Linked DNA regions of Sus scrofa: region 2 is linked to region 1. Evidence: chromatin contacts called from public HiChIP or PLAC-seq data. All regions are on one chromosome and are shown on one strand. The core of a region is the stretch at or near the end of the contact, and the rest is flanking DNA. Distances in the headings are between cores, read along the strand shown. Region 1 has its middle 260 kb from the start of TCF21. Region 2 has its middle 140 kb from the start of RPS12.

What was found. HiChIP or PLAC-seq counts read pairs in DNA pulled down with a chosen protein or histone mark.
Region 2: an H3K27ac HiChIP or PLAC-seq map of skeletal muscle shows a contact between it and region 1. The contact joins two enhancer-like sites. A contact is called at or near these places in 4 of 47 Hi-C or Micro-C datasets (embryonic fibroblasts, psoas muscle and skeletal muscle) and 1 of 2 datasets of contacts at active chromatin or transcription factors (skeletal muscle).

The regions. Positions count from the first base shown.
Region 1 is chr1:30,239,920-30,246,571 of Sscrofa11.1, forward strand. No RefSeq gene overlaps it. Among named protein-coding and RNA genes, the nearest start is that of TCF21, 260 kb to the left of the region's middle. Within about 2 kb of position 2,777, at least 4 of the 83 cell types and tissues checked have an H3K27ac peak or open chromatin away from gene starts, as enhancers often do. A contact at or near this core is called in skeletal muscle, where this site is marked.
Region 2 is chr1:30,784,567-30,791,218 of Sscrofa11.1, forward strand. No RefSeq gene overlaps it. Among named protein-coding and RNA genes, the nearest start is that of RPS12, 140 kb to the right of the region's middle. Within about 2 kb of position 2,500, at least 1 of the 83 cell types and tissues checked has an H3K27ac peak or open chromatin away from gene starts, as enhancers often do. A contact at or near this core is called in skeletal muscle, where this site is marked.

The DNA of each region.
Region 1 (6,652 bases), core at 1,527-4,026:
AAAAGAAAGAAATCTTGTTAAATGCTACAACAAGTATGGGTGAGTGTATATGGGTGAACCTTAAGGACATTATACTGAATGAAATAAACCAGTCACAGAAGGATAAATACTATATTATCCCACTCATAGGAAGTATGTAAAGTAATCAAAATCATAGAAACAAATTTAAAGGTGACTGCCAAAGGCTGAAAGGATGGTGGGTAGTTAGTGTTTAATGGGTTGTAGAGTTTCGGTTTTACAAGATGAAAAATGTCAAGAGATCGGTTGCCCATCAATGTGAATATATTCAACTCCACTGAACATTATACCTAAAATGACTAGGATGGTAAACTTAATGCCATGTGGGTTTTTTTTTTTTTTAACTACAATTAAAAAAAAAAAAAAAAAGTTAAAGCGTATTCCTTCTCATCAGTTTCCAAAGTTCAAAAGCACAGCTTTGCTCAGTGAGTTATTTAATCAGTGAAGTCTCCGGTTTTACTAAATACATTAGTGATGACAAAAATGATAGCACAGTATACCACCAAAATTTCACACTTCTGGCCATCTGCGTTTCAGAGTAAGTGAATCTTGAAGACAAATTAACATGTGGCATATAAAAGAAAGGCAGAAAAACTGGGACTCTGCCCAGACCTTCAAAGACCAACACTATCCATTTAGTTCGAAAGCAGTTTTCTTACATATGGGCAGGGTCTTCACATTGCAGGCCAAGTTATTTCTTTATATAAACAATCTCCTGTACTTCCATTCATCCCACGTTCCTCTGTTATAATCATTCAGCCTCAAGCACCGCAATGTGCATGCCTGATTGATTGCATCTCGATCACACTCCTTTCGGATTTGGCTTTCGTACCCAACTTCTTTTTATGTGAGGTAGAAGATAGGTTAGAATAAGCAATAAAATCTAAGTCTTCACAGAGCTAGAGAAGTTGAGTTCTTTTGCCAGGAAGCCTTTGGACAAGCAACTTAGGATACCCTTGGCATTTTAAAATAGATCAGTGGCTGGACCAGCAGCAGCAGCATCTGGGGACCTAGTTAGACATGCACTTTCTCCAGCCTCATCCAGACCCACTGAATCAAAACTCCTAAGGGGGTCCAGCAATCTGCGTTTCAGCGACCCTCCAGGAAATTCTGATGCCCCTGGAATTTGCGATCCACTGCTCTGCGTTACTTACCTCTATGTGACAGAGGATGAATATAACCCAAATTTTAATGGTAAATATGGAAAGAGTAACAGCAGATGGCAGTGTTTGACTATTTCTGCCTTCTTTCTAGGTACGTGTACTCACCATAGAACAAATGCAGTTGCCAGACCTGAAAATGTATCACTGGTTCCCGGCCATTTAATAAAACACAAATTTCCTTGTTATTTTCCTATCTCAAAAAAGAAGGAAAAATTTATTTCTCTGAAAATATAGAAACAAAATCTAAAGATAAAATATACCTTTAGTGCTACGCCAAGACATCAAGATAATAAAGTGCAAGGACTGGAACTTATATGCACAGAGGCAACAGAATCTTCATTCCTTCTGCCCCAACACCCAGCCACTTTTTCCTTTTTTTTTTTCTATTCTATGCAGTCATGACTTTGACCTGTGCAATTTACATATATACATATACATATATGTATCTATACACACACATATACATACCTTTGCAAAAAGATGTTTATTGGCTTGTTCAATGCATTTTAATTTAGAATATTCAAAATAAAATCTGTGATGTAAGTGTCACTACTTCAGTCACCACAAGAATTTTTGTTTTAATTAAATTTTGTTGAATAAAACGATTGAGGAATTTTCATTCTTGGCCAGTGTTCAGGAGGCGTAGATAGTACTAACAGACAGTCCTATAAGAACCTATGTGTGTCCCCCGTGTGGACCCTGAGCTTGAGGATAATTTATATTTTGAAAAGGGGTGACTGCAGTGCCAGTCAGAGTTTTAATCACAGCAAGTACGATGGAGTTGGGAAAGAACTATCACTGCTTTCAGAGATTACAGGACATATGGTTTCACAGCAAGAGATCAAGCTTTCCAAAGTGAATCATTCCTTTTCCCATGATTGGATCCAACACCAGCCACTTTCTGATCATCAGGGCCGGCAGGGATTCCGTCCTGATCTGCCTAGAGCCTTCTAGAAGCCCGCCCTCCCAGTGACCCGACCTGGATCACAGAGACTCTGGCTCACTGCGCTGGGCTTGCGCAAAGGAGACAGTCCTGAGCTCTCACCATGGCCTCGTCCCATTCACTACACTCTTTAAGCACAAAGAGTTTTTTCTTTTAACATTAGTGTACCCTGAAGGGCTTTTCTTGATAAATGGGCTCCTGAATGACAGGTATAATAGCATGCAGTGCCTTCTCAAAGATGAATGACTACTGCCAGTGACAGCAGACACGGTCAGGGCTACCGCTGCCTCTTGCTGGAGCTGTTTTCCATGTTCTTTTATCTCTAACATCAATTTGTTCCTGTCAGCCGTCATAAACTATAGAGGCAGGATTCCATGTACAAAGGCAATGTTTGAACTCCTCGAACGGCGGGCAGGTTAAATATATTTTCCTGATGCCATGTTCCATTAACATGCTGCCGGGAGAGAGAAATCCATCCATCCATGCGTCTTCAGATCCTAATCCTATCTTGTCTCGAGATCACGTTTCATTATTCCCCAAGCCAAGAACACAGGGGGTCCGAGCCCCGGCCAAATCATGTGATTCTGGGACATAGGTTGGGATTATTGAAGATAAACTAGCCCAGCCATGAGGCGTCCTGTAGGAACACATGTGCTGGTTGCATCCATGTCTGCAGCAGCCACCTTCCTGCCAAGACAGAGCGCTGCTCAGCGCATACCTCCCCTCAGCTCTCCTGCAAGTCACAAGCTTGCTTTCTCTGAAAAGCAAAACGCCACGGTGAGAGAGGCCCAGTTCTGCTCAAGATCTACGAGCTGGCAGTTCGTCTGGGGACAGAGGCTGCTTCCAGCTGATGCAGCACCCCAATAATGCCAAGTGGCGACTTCAGTGTCCTCACAGGTGCAAGCTATTTCTTCCTGAATGAATCACCCATCCTCCTCCCTGAGCTACTCATCGTTGCTTACGTCATAAACACACAGAGGCTGCAAAGCCTCACACTTTGCTCCAAACATCTCAGAGGGGCTTTTAGCCTAAGCGTCTCTCTCCTTATATGGTAATAACAGAGCTCTGAACCACTGACAGAGCTGGACCCCATCTTTGAAGGAAAGGAAGTCGGAGGCAGTATGAAGACTGAGAGTAGCTCATAAAAATGTCTTTAAGGCAGGGATGCCCTCACCCCCTTTTGAATGGAGTTACAGGTATGGTTTCACAGGGAACCAGTCATGAGCCTTGGTAACATTGCAGCATTCATGAAGGAAATCCACTTGGGCTTAAGTGGACACTCAAAGTGGCGAAATAATTCTTCCCTAATTTTATCCTTTGATTCACTGCTTCCCTGATGGGAAGGATGGGGGACAGTCTCATCATTTCTTAAAGTGTAGGGTGCATATCTCCTCCCTCAAAATCCTCGGGAGTTCTTGCCAGGAGTTACTTCCTAGCCCTCACCATCCATCGACTGAATCAGAATCACTGAGTTGGGGGCTTCAGGACTCTGGATTTTCATGAGATTCTTGGGTAAACTTTGGGGGCACTAAATTTTGAGAACTGTTTATCCAGGATCTTAAGAGACTTTCAGATGCCTGCTTATAATGGAATGCCTTGGAGAGCTGTGGGGTGCAGTGGGTTCCAACAATGCCTTCCGTTAAACCTTTATGCAGGATTGCCCAAATGTTGCTGGTTGTCCTTACTACGTATCTATCTACCACCAGCATGACAAATCTTTCAGGGGCGATCATCCGAGTCTTTTATTTCCTTTATATTTTCATCAGTGGCAATAGCAATATGACTGCATAAACAAGACATACAGTCTTGTGAAACTAAACACAAAACAAGGCATGCAATAAGTAGAACAAACCCCCCTCCAGTTTCTTTGAATTTATTAAGTTACACTTAAAGGAATACCCCACTGGCATTCACTTGGATACACAATAAATCCTCCCGGATTGCCTAATTTCACTGAAGCCCACAAGGACATGGCAAGGTTGATGAGAGGGCTTAACTGGCTATTGGCAAAGTTCTGTTCAAAGGACAGTGCTTATGAACTGAGCTGAAACCTGGGGTGATCCAGAAGGCGGCTGAGGGCTAGAAAAGATCTTGGAATGTACTAAGTGTTCAATAAATGCCTGCTGCGTGAAAATGAGAATTACGATTACAATGCTTCTCCTTCCCACAGATTTGTAGCCTCCTCCACATCTCTATGCAGTTATTTTATTCTTATTCTCCCGCAGACTTGCCCTAATGATCAGAGCCTAACAAATAACAGTAATGCTTCATTTGAAAACACCCAGGGGTGTTAATTAAGACAAAGGGTTACAATGATTTTTATCAGACATTACTTGCTACCGTTTAGAAAACTGCAAGCATCAGCTCTAAGCAGAAACTCTAAGGCAATGAAGTTTGAAAGAAAATCAAAATGTCCAAACCTCTTCCAACAACTGTCCCGAGAACTTTCACCATTTCTTCTTTCTGCCCATAATCACTGGCAAATATGTTAGTTGCAAAAGAACATCTCACATGTGTTATCACATGCTGTTCTACTGCCTCCCTCTATTTAGAATGCTAGCTTGGTGAAGACAGGCACTAAAAATATACTTAATACTCTTTATAGGCACAAATAGGTTGCAGGGTTTATGCAGCTTGTAGGCCGTTAAATACCTAAATACCGGAATGAATGACAGCCAGGATCCTGGCGGAAAAAAAAAAAAAGTAGCCAGGAAACTGTGCTCATGCCAAGAAGGGGCTGCTGGATGGTAAGGAAGATGCCTTAGGGAGGGACCAGTGGTAAGTTCTTGCTCAAAAAATGATTCAGAGCCAAATTCTTACTTATTCCCAAAGACTAGCCTGACTCGAGACATGCTGTTCTTGGGAAAAAAGAAAGAAAGAAAAAAGAAACTCTAAATGGAAGCAAACAGATTTGAGACAAAAGTATTTACACACATTCATCCAGCCTCTCAGTTCCCCCCGTGCCTGCTGCAAGCGAATGCCCCTTCCCGTCCTTCCTGTTGGGGAACAGGTGTCTCCTGCCAATTAGGATTTAAAAATCAACAGGGGCTTCTTAAGAGAATGATGACAAGTCTAATTGCAAGAAGCAGCTGTAGAGCCCTTGGCTTCACTGGGGCAGGCTTTATTAATCCCCGTTTTGCTGGGTGCCTGGCACCAAGCTGGGGTCAGCTCCCCTGTCACGGGGTCGAAGCTGTAAAATGTAGGGCGAGGATGTAATGACCCAAGCTCAGCAGGAGGGGTGACAGTGCCCTGCACAGATCCTGGGAGCTGGGCAGGTACAAGTCAAGTGGACACAGAGGCACTGTCAACAGCAGCCTCAGCTCAAAGGGTCGCCACTGCTCCAGAACGTGATCTGTGTGTTTACATGACGCCCTGCGTGTTATTCAATATACCATTCTTACTGGCCTGTTGTCAGGACCCCACCTCTCATCCAGGCTAAGAATCTGGAACTTCTTAGAAGTGTGGCTTCAAAATGGTTAGTGACATTTGCTTCTGTAAACACACGTATTCTTCTATTACATAATTGTTCATTTGAAGAGACCAAAAAAGGACAGTCGGGTGGTACAATGTAGTACGGAATTGGCAAAGCAAAGCAATCAGCAAATAAAGCATCTGTCCACTCAGCAGCAGAAATTTTGTAAATAAGTTAAATACATTAAAAATATTAACTGCAAAGAGCTTTCTCTCTCTCTCTCTCTCTCTCTCTCTCTCTCTCTCTCTCTCTCTCTCTCTCTCTCTCTTTTGGCTGTACCCGTGGTATGTGGAAATTCCAGGGCCAGGGATCAAACCCTGGCCACAGCAGTGACAACCTGGGATCCTTAACCTGCTGAACCGCCAAGGAACTCCTGAAAGAGCTAAGATTTCTTAGTGACAGAGGTTTCATCGATTTTCTAGGACCCCTCAATGTGTGTGTTTTCCAGGCAGCCTCTATGTGGATACAGAGACTGTCCACTCACATATATGCTTAAATATCCCTGCCCCAGGAAGCCCTCCTCACTCAATCCTTTTCTCTGCTTCCATAGCACCTTTCTCAGTCACACACACTTGCTCATCTTTTTTTCTTATTTGCCTGTATATCTGGTTCATTCATTACGAAAGGGCAACTTTTTAAGGGTAAATGTTTGTTTTAATCGTCTTTGTATCCTTATCATCTAACCTAGGACCTGCCATATAGTAAGAACTCAATAAATATTTCTTTAAACTCCTATCTCCCTAACCAGGAGGTGGGAAATCTTTCTGCCAAAGCATTGCTAACAACTGCCAAGGCAAACATAATGCAATCATGTGGTTCTGTTGCCATCTAAGAAGTCATTCCTTTAAAATGACAGCGAAGACAGGAAAGTCCAAGAAACATTCCTCCGGAAACACATGCAAACATTAATTCTGGAATGCCTTGGCATTCTCTCGTAAGAATAGCTCAGTGAGAGCCCAGCAGAGACGAAAATGAAACCAGAGACTAACACTTGCTCATAGAAACTTACGGACCTTAATATAGGCAGTGCCAAGAGGTCAGGGTCAAGTGGATTAA
Region 2 (6,652 bases), core at 1,250-3,749, 540 kb after region 1:
AAATGATCCCTCTATCTTTAATGACTGTGGACTCTTTGCACAAATCATGAGAAGCTTCTCCTCCATGGCCCAAGGTGGATCTAGGTATGAGGTTTTTTTCTCTTCAGGGTAATTCTCTTCTACTCTTTGCAGTGCCCCTTAGCCTATTATGCAAACAGGTGCTGTCCTTTGGCGCCCCCTGGTGATGGCTGGGGCTTTTACATGCACCTTCCCCCACGTGGCCCTAGAAGATAAAAATGCCAACTCTGGGAACCTTCCCCAGTAGAACACAGTTTGCTGCTCACCAGGGGGAAAAGCAATCCAAAAACTCATTACTGTCACTTTATAGCTTTAACACACTGCTTTCTTGAGACTTAAGGGACTATGCAGATTTTATTTAAGTAGCATTAATCAGACGCTCTATTGGCATAAATATTATCAACTCCTAGCCTGTTCCAAATTGAAGGATTTAGAAACAATAAGGACTTCTACTTTCATTATTGTGAGGAAACAGACCAGTAAAATAAGAAGTATTTAAGTGTTTAAGAGAGGCCAAGTGTTTCCTTTGCACATGACTAATTTAAATTACCAGAAATATCAGAGAACGTATGCTCTGGTGTTTCCTAAATGGGAAAGCACTAGGAGTTTATTGAGCCTTTTCCCATACCTTTCCTTCAATTTAAAAATCATTTACAGGAAAACTCTGTGAGTCGAAAGTCAGTTAAGATGAAAAAGTAAAGAAAATCATTTTTGTTGTTTGTTGTTATGGAAAGACAGATAACTATATTTTAAGTATCATGAACCACTGGGAATTAGATTCTACTCTCAATCATGACAATTTACAGTTAGATTATATTTGCCTTAATCGTGTCAGTCCCACTTTTTCTTGTTTATAATTATATTCTGTTCCTTTCACTTTGAGGCTCTGTTGAACATAGTAAAAAGATGTCTTTGATTTAGTGTAAAAGCAGATACATCTTTCATTTAAATGCCAAACGTTGTGACTATCCAAAGAAATTAACCAAATACAATGTGAAGGAAAAAAGACAAAACTCAGAAAACTTTAATTATTCTATGTTGACTACAGTGACTTTACCATGGGCTACTAATGCTAAGCCCTTTCAAGGCCGATTCATTTTCATGCATCCAGTTCAATGTGATTATAACAACTATGACTGCTTCCAGGTAGGGTTAAAAAAAAAAAAAATAGTCACAGGAAAGAGAAAAGTCAATATTCCCTAAAGGAGAAAAACATTTCTTTGCCATGCTTACTTGACTCCTTCTGGCAAAAGGCTGTTAGCAGTTGTACCACACAGTTCAACCAGAACGTGTCTCCAGAAAGAAAAAAAAGAAAAAAGAAAGAAAAAAAGAAAGAAAGAAAGAAAGAAATATAATTGCATCTCAGAGATTTGGTTTGGAAAATCTGCTTTTGTTTCCAATGCCTCCTCTCTTCTCAACCACGTTTATAAGCATTTTCCAAGCTCTTTACGAGCATTTTGCCTGCCTCTCCACACTCCTAAATATCACCCTCCGCTCCCTCCAGCCAGCCGCGTTTTTCACTCTTGGCCAAGGAATAAAACATTGGTTCACCTCAAAGGCTGCCATTAAATTTACCTCATTTATTGACCAGCAGGAGGTGCACCCACCCTCACCCACCCTACCAGGGTCAACGTTAACTATAATTCCGTGGAGCTCAGTGGCGCCCCAGACTGCTACCCTGTTTAATGACTGTTGGGCCCCCTGGGCCAGGTAAATTCTCCTGTTGACATATTGGTGGCAATGCCCTGGGAACACCTTTGATCCATCAGTATGCTCTCTCCATTCTGGATGAATTTAACTGTGTGTTGATTAAAAATAACCAGCTATGGAGACACGAAGGAAGCAAATGGAGCTCCTACTGGAAGAATAAGCCATTTATGCTTCTCTGCAGTAGATACTGGGGCCTATGAGGACATCAAATTTAAGAAAAATAAGGCCTTGAGAGCTCTGCTCTCTGGATAGAAGAACCACCGGTCCTCTGTTGCCCTTGAGATGGGCAGCAGGAATTACCCATGAACCTGCCATCTCACTGCAAGGCACACTTTCACTGCGGAGGGAGCTCGGGGCCTGGGTTTCCATGCTTTTCTTCATCATCACTCTGCCATTCTGTAAAAATGCGAGATATCTCAGCGCAGTGACTGTGCTTAAAACAACCCAGAGTGCTTAGATAGACCATGAGAGAGTAATGGTGCCTGTAGGATCTGCTTATATTTTTCAACTGGCTGATAAAAATCATATTCATTATAAAGGGAGAGGGAATTTCCTTTTCTTTGTGAAAGTAAGTGCATGAACCTGTGCCAGATGAGAAAGCCTAGAAGTCAGAACGGTTGCTTTGTCCATAGACTGTCAGAGGCTCTCAGGCCATGGGCCCTTCTCTGCTCCCATTTTACCCTGCAAGCCTGCCTCCCTCAGCCCTGACCCCAAGTGACCAGGTTAGATGGTCAGGGATCTCAAGTCTGAATGCTGATTCAGGCCCTTCTCTCTTTGCTGCCAATAATAGTTCGTCTCGGTGCCAGATTTCGTGGTGGTTTCTTATGATGTGGATACCTGTCCAGCAGGGATTGGACTGTGACCACAAGCCATTTTTTCTTAAGCCACAGAATAACTGTCAGATGGTAACTGCTGATAGTTACTACTTGCCAGGCTCAGCTGCCTCCAAGTCAGAGACTCTCACATCCCATAGTAAGGCCACCGAACTGACCTACTCCTCAGTGAAACAAATTTTGTCAGGTATAAAACGTCCCGAGGGTAATGATTTGGTGCTTAATCTTCAGTTCCTCAAAAACAAACAAACAAAAGAGACAGAACAACATTAAAAACAAACAAAAGACTCCTGCTCTTTTTCCCCTTACAGTCGGTTGGTTCTTCTTACTCTTGTATTCACGATTTTTCTGCTTTATTGCCCTTAATGTATTTTAGTATAAATCACACCAGTTTTGGGGGGTCATCAATGAAGACTCAATTTTTTAAAATACAAGTTACATGTATGTATTGCGTTCCCCTGAGAATTAAGAATCCTTTGGAAATGTGTTTCTTACAGCCTCTTTCTTTTGTAGGCAGAATCCCATTTTGCTCTCATTTTATAGACGAGGAGTCTAGACACCTCCTCTCCAGGAGTAGAAAGTTCATACCAGGAGTACAGGGTAGAAGCAAGCAAACACAATCAGAAAGATAATTCATTGTTATTAATGGTTTCATGATATGTTGAGGTCTCTAGTCTTAAACTGAGTCTGGCAAACTTGAACGATGAATCTCTGGCGAAGTGTTAACATAGACAGACTGAAGTCTACTCTAGGGAATGCTGACTTCCTGGAGTAATTTGCCTAGAAATTCCAGACTGTACTGATGTCTTTTTGTTTCACTCTTCACAAGCTAATAGCATTGTTGTGCATGCTTGTGCCTGAAAAACATTATTCCTTAAACCATGAAGGAGTTGTAAGCTCTCAGCAGTAAAAATATTTCAAATAGTGAATCAAACATATATACATAAATATAATTACATAGATAGATAGATGGATGGATGGATGGATGGATGGATGTGTGGGAGTACACGTGTTTGTGTGAAGGAAAACAGTCAAAAGTGTTTGTAATCGAGTGATTGATTCTTCACATTCGGGCTTAAAGACTAAAAGAACACTCATTGGGGAAAGTAAATGAAGCTCTCCCAAAGTGAGAAGATAATTAACAATCTAGAAGCTATTATACATCTTTTGACTAAAATTGGTAGTCTTTCCTGAAATAAAAGGTATGAACATTTTTATTAGAATAAGCTTGACTCCCTACGATTTTTCACTCAGAAGCACAATAGGCAATTTTAAAATTTTTTGTAAATAAGCTTGTCTTCCTGAGTTTGTAGGAAATGAGACTTTAGAACCTTAGAACTGAGACATCTTGGGCTTCCTGTGGATTGACTCATTCCTCATACAGAAGAGGACAATGAGGCCCAGGGAGATCAAGGGAACACCCCAAGGTCATGCAATTTGAGTCAAGACCTTGCAGGTGACGCTGGACTTCAAGCCCTGCGTTCTTCCCTCACTATTTCAACTATATCATCAATACCAAGATATGGGATTTGTCTGTACCTGTATGACACTGATCTGGCCTCGATTCTTGCTTCTTACTCCCTTCCGGAAAATCCTTAAAGAAAATTATGTTCAAGCCCACTGGCTCCATAGACTTCCAACCTTATTCTCCAAACTATCAGCTACAATGTCTACTAAATACTAAAACTGTCTTCCAAATAGACACCCACCAAAGTTCTTCCCAGTTCTAAACCTAATAATGTAAATTTCACCTGCAAACATGGAGGAACACAACAGGGCAGTAGATCAAGATGCCATGAATCAAACTAGAGAATAATCCAAACTTTCTTGTATGTTCAAGGAAAGGATAGGTTCCAAATATTCTCCCTTGATCCTCCTCTAGCTTACCAAAAGTGTCTTGGAAATTAGTGATTTAGAATGAAATACAACCAGTTTCTGATAATCGTCTCAATTGCTATGTTTCCTTGGACACATTTTCAAAGTACTTGAATGAAGCCCCACATGCAAATTATCTTCCCTGAAAAGAAGGCCTTTGTTGGCAATTTGGCTGTTCAGTTTTTGTGGCAATGGCATGGAGACACAATGTATTTTTAACATTCTTGTTTTGTTCTTGTCTTAACTGACACTAGTAATTTAAGAAATGCTGAGGGCGTTACTGAATATAAATTTGAAGAAAAATAGCTCTTCAAACTATATTGTTAGAAGTAGGATGATTATTCCATCAAAGATGAATCAGAAAGTTTAGATTATGTATGTTGGCATATACCCTCCTGAAAACGGACCCTTCCCATGATCCTTTCCTCATGATGTGGCATCCACAAGAATCACACTGCAATTTGCAACCAATTGGGCTCTGAATGACAGAAATCTGCCCTACACTCATTCAAAAGCTCTTTTTATAGAATTATTGGATTTCTGAGATAGAGATGATGATACATGGAATATATCATTTTGCAGAAGAGGAAACATGTCCTGAGAGCAAAGATTTGCCTGAAGTTCTAGAATATGTTAAAGCTTTATTTCAAAACCCAGATTCTGAAACCTTAGCCAAGAAACCATGACTCTTACTCTTAAAAATGGTTAACACAATGTCTCATACTCAAGTTTTCTTCAATGTTTATATATAGGAATCCATTCTTAAATTCTTTTTTTATTCTTAAATTCTTTACTGTCCTTTTTTCTTTCCCTTTCTTTCATTCCTTCCTTCCTTTTAAAAATAAATATTCTTTTACCACATGTTCATCATTGTGAGGAACTCTGGGGTACAAAGATAGAATATGGCCCACGATTCAAACAGCTCATCTGTAGAGAAGACCAACATGGTAACCAATGGATTCAAACTCTTTAATGTGGCTTATGGTCATCTTCTGTCTACCCCAACCCCTCTCTAGCTACTCTCCATCTTGCTGTCTATATCCAGACTTACTAGATTTGGGGGGCTCACCGTGTGGATAGCTCACGTCTATATATCCACTTCCTGAAACATTGCCTCCCCCCTACCTTCCCCATTTGGCTGGCGCCATGTCATCCTTCAGATTTCAGTGTAAATATTTGTTCTCAGGGAGTTCTTCCTTGGACCACATCCTCGTGGATGCTGGTCAGATTTGTTTCTGCTGAGCCATGATGGGAACTCCTGTTTTGTTTTTTTTTTTTTTTCTTTTTTTTTTTTTTTTTTTTTTTGGTCTTTTTGTCTTTGTAGGGCCGCGCCTGCGGCACATGGAGGTTCCCAGGCTAGGGTCAAATCGGACCTGTAGCCACTGGCCTACGCCAGAGCCACAGCAACTGGGATCCAAGCTGTGTCTGCAACCTACACCACAGCTCACAGCAAAGCTGGATTCTTAACCCTCGCATTGCTCAATGGTTTAAGGATCTGGTGTTGCCACGAGCTGTGGTGTAGGTCAGAGTCATGGCTCAGATCTGGCATTGCCGTGGCTGTGGTGTAGGCAGTGACTACAGTTCTGATTTGACTCCTAGGCTGGGAATCTCCATATGCCTCGGGGGCGACCCTAAAAAGCCAAAAAAAAAAAAGGGGAATGAAACAAAAGATTCATGAATAGTGGGAAAGTAAAATTAAAAAACTAAAAAAGATCTAAAAAGGCGGTTATTCTTTTGGACACCAACTATCTACCCCTCAACCTAGAAACTGAAAATGTGATTCATGGCCTGAACCACGCCAGGAAGAAACCCAGAATGGTTATGAACATGATGTTTGCCAATCTATTTGCACAATACACAAAACTAAAAGTTTTGGACTGTAGGAGTGTGAGTCTGATAAACCATTCACCCCAACTCCCTCTACACATAACTCCGAATTACCTGCACTAAATCACATTCCGTTTTGGCAGGCAAACATCTTGGAAATAAAACAGTTTTTAAAAGCACTGATTTTTCCATTAATCTCAAGGCATGAATGGAATTTTTTTTAATGTCAGTCGATGTCCACAGTGGGAATTTAGAGCCACCCACACATTTCCTGTCAATGTATATGTTAAAAGGGATCGACGTGTGCACCCATAAATGTAATAAAATTAATTTTTTAAAAAAGGGGATATATGGATAAATGCCCAATCCAAGAAACTCCACAAAGGGTG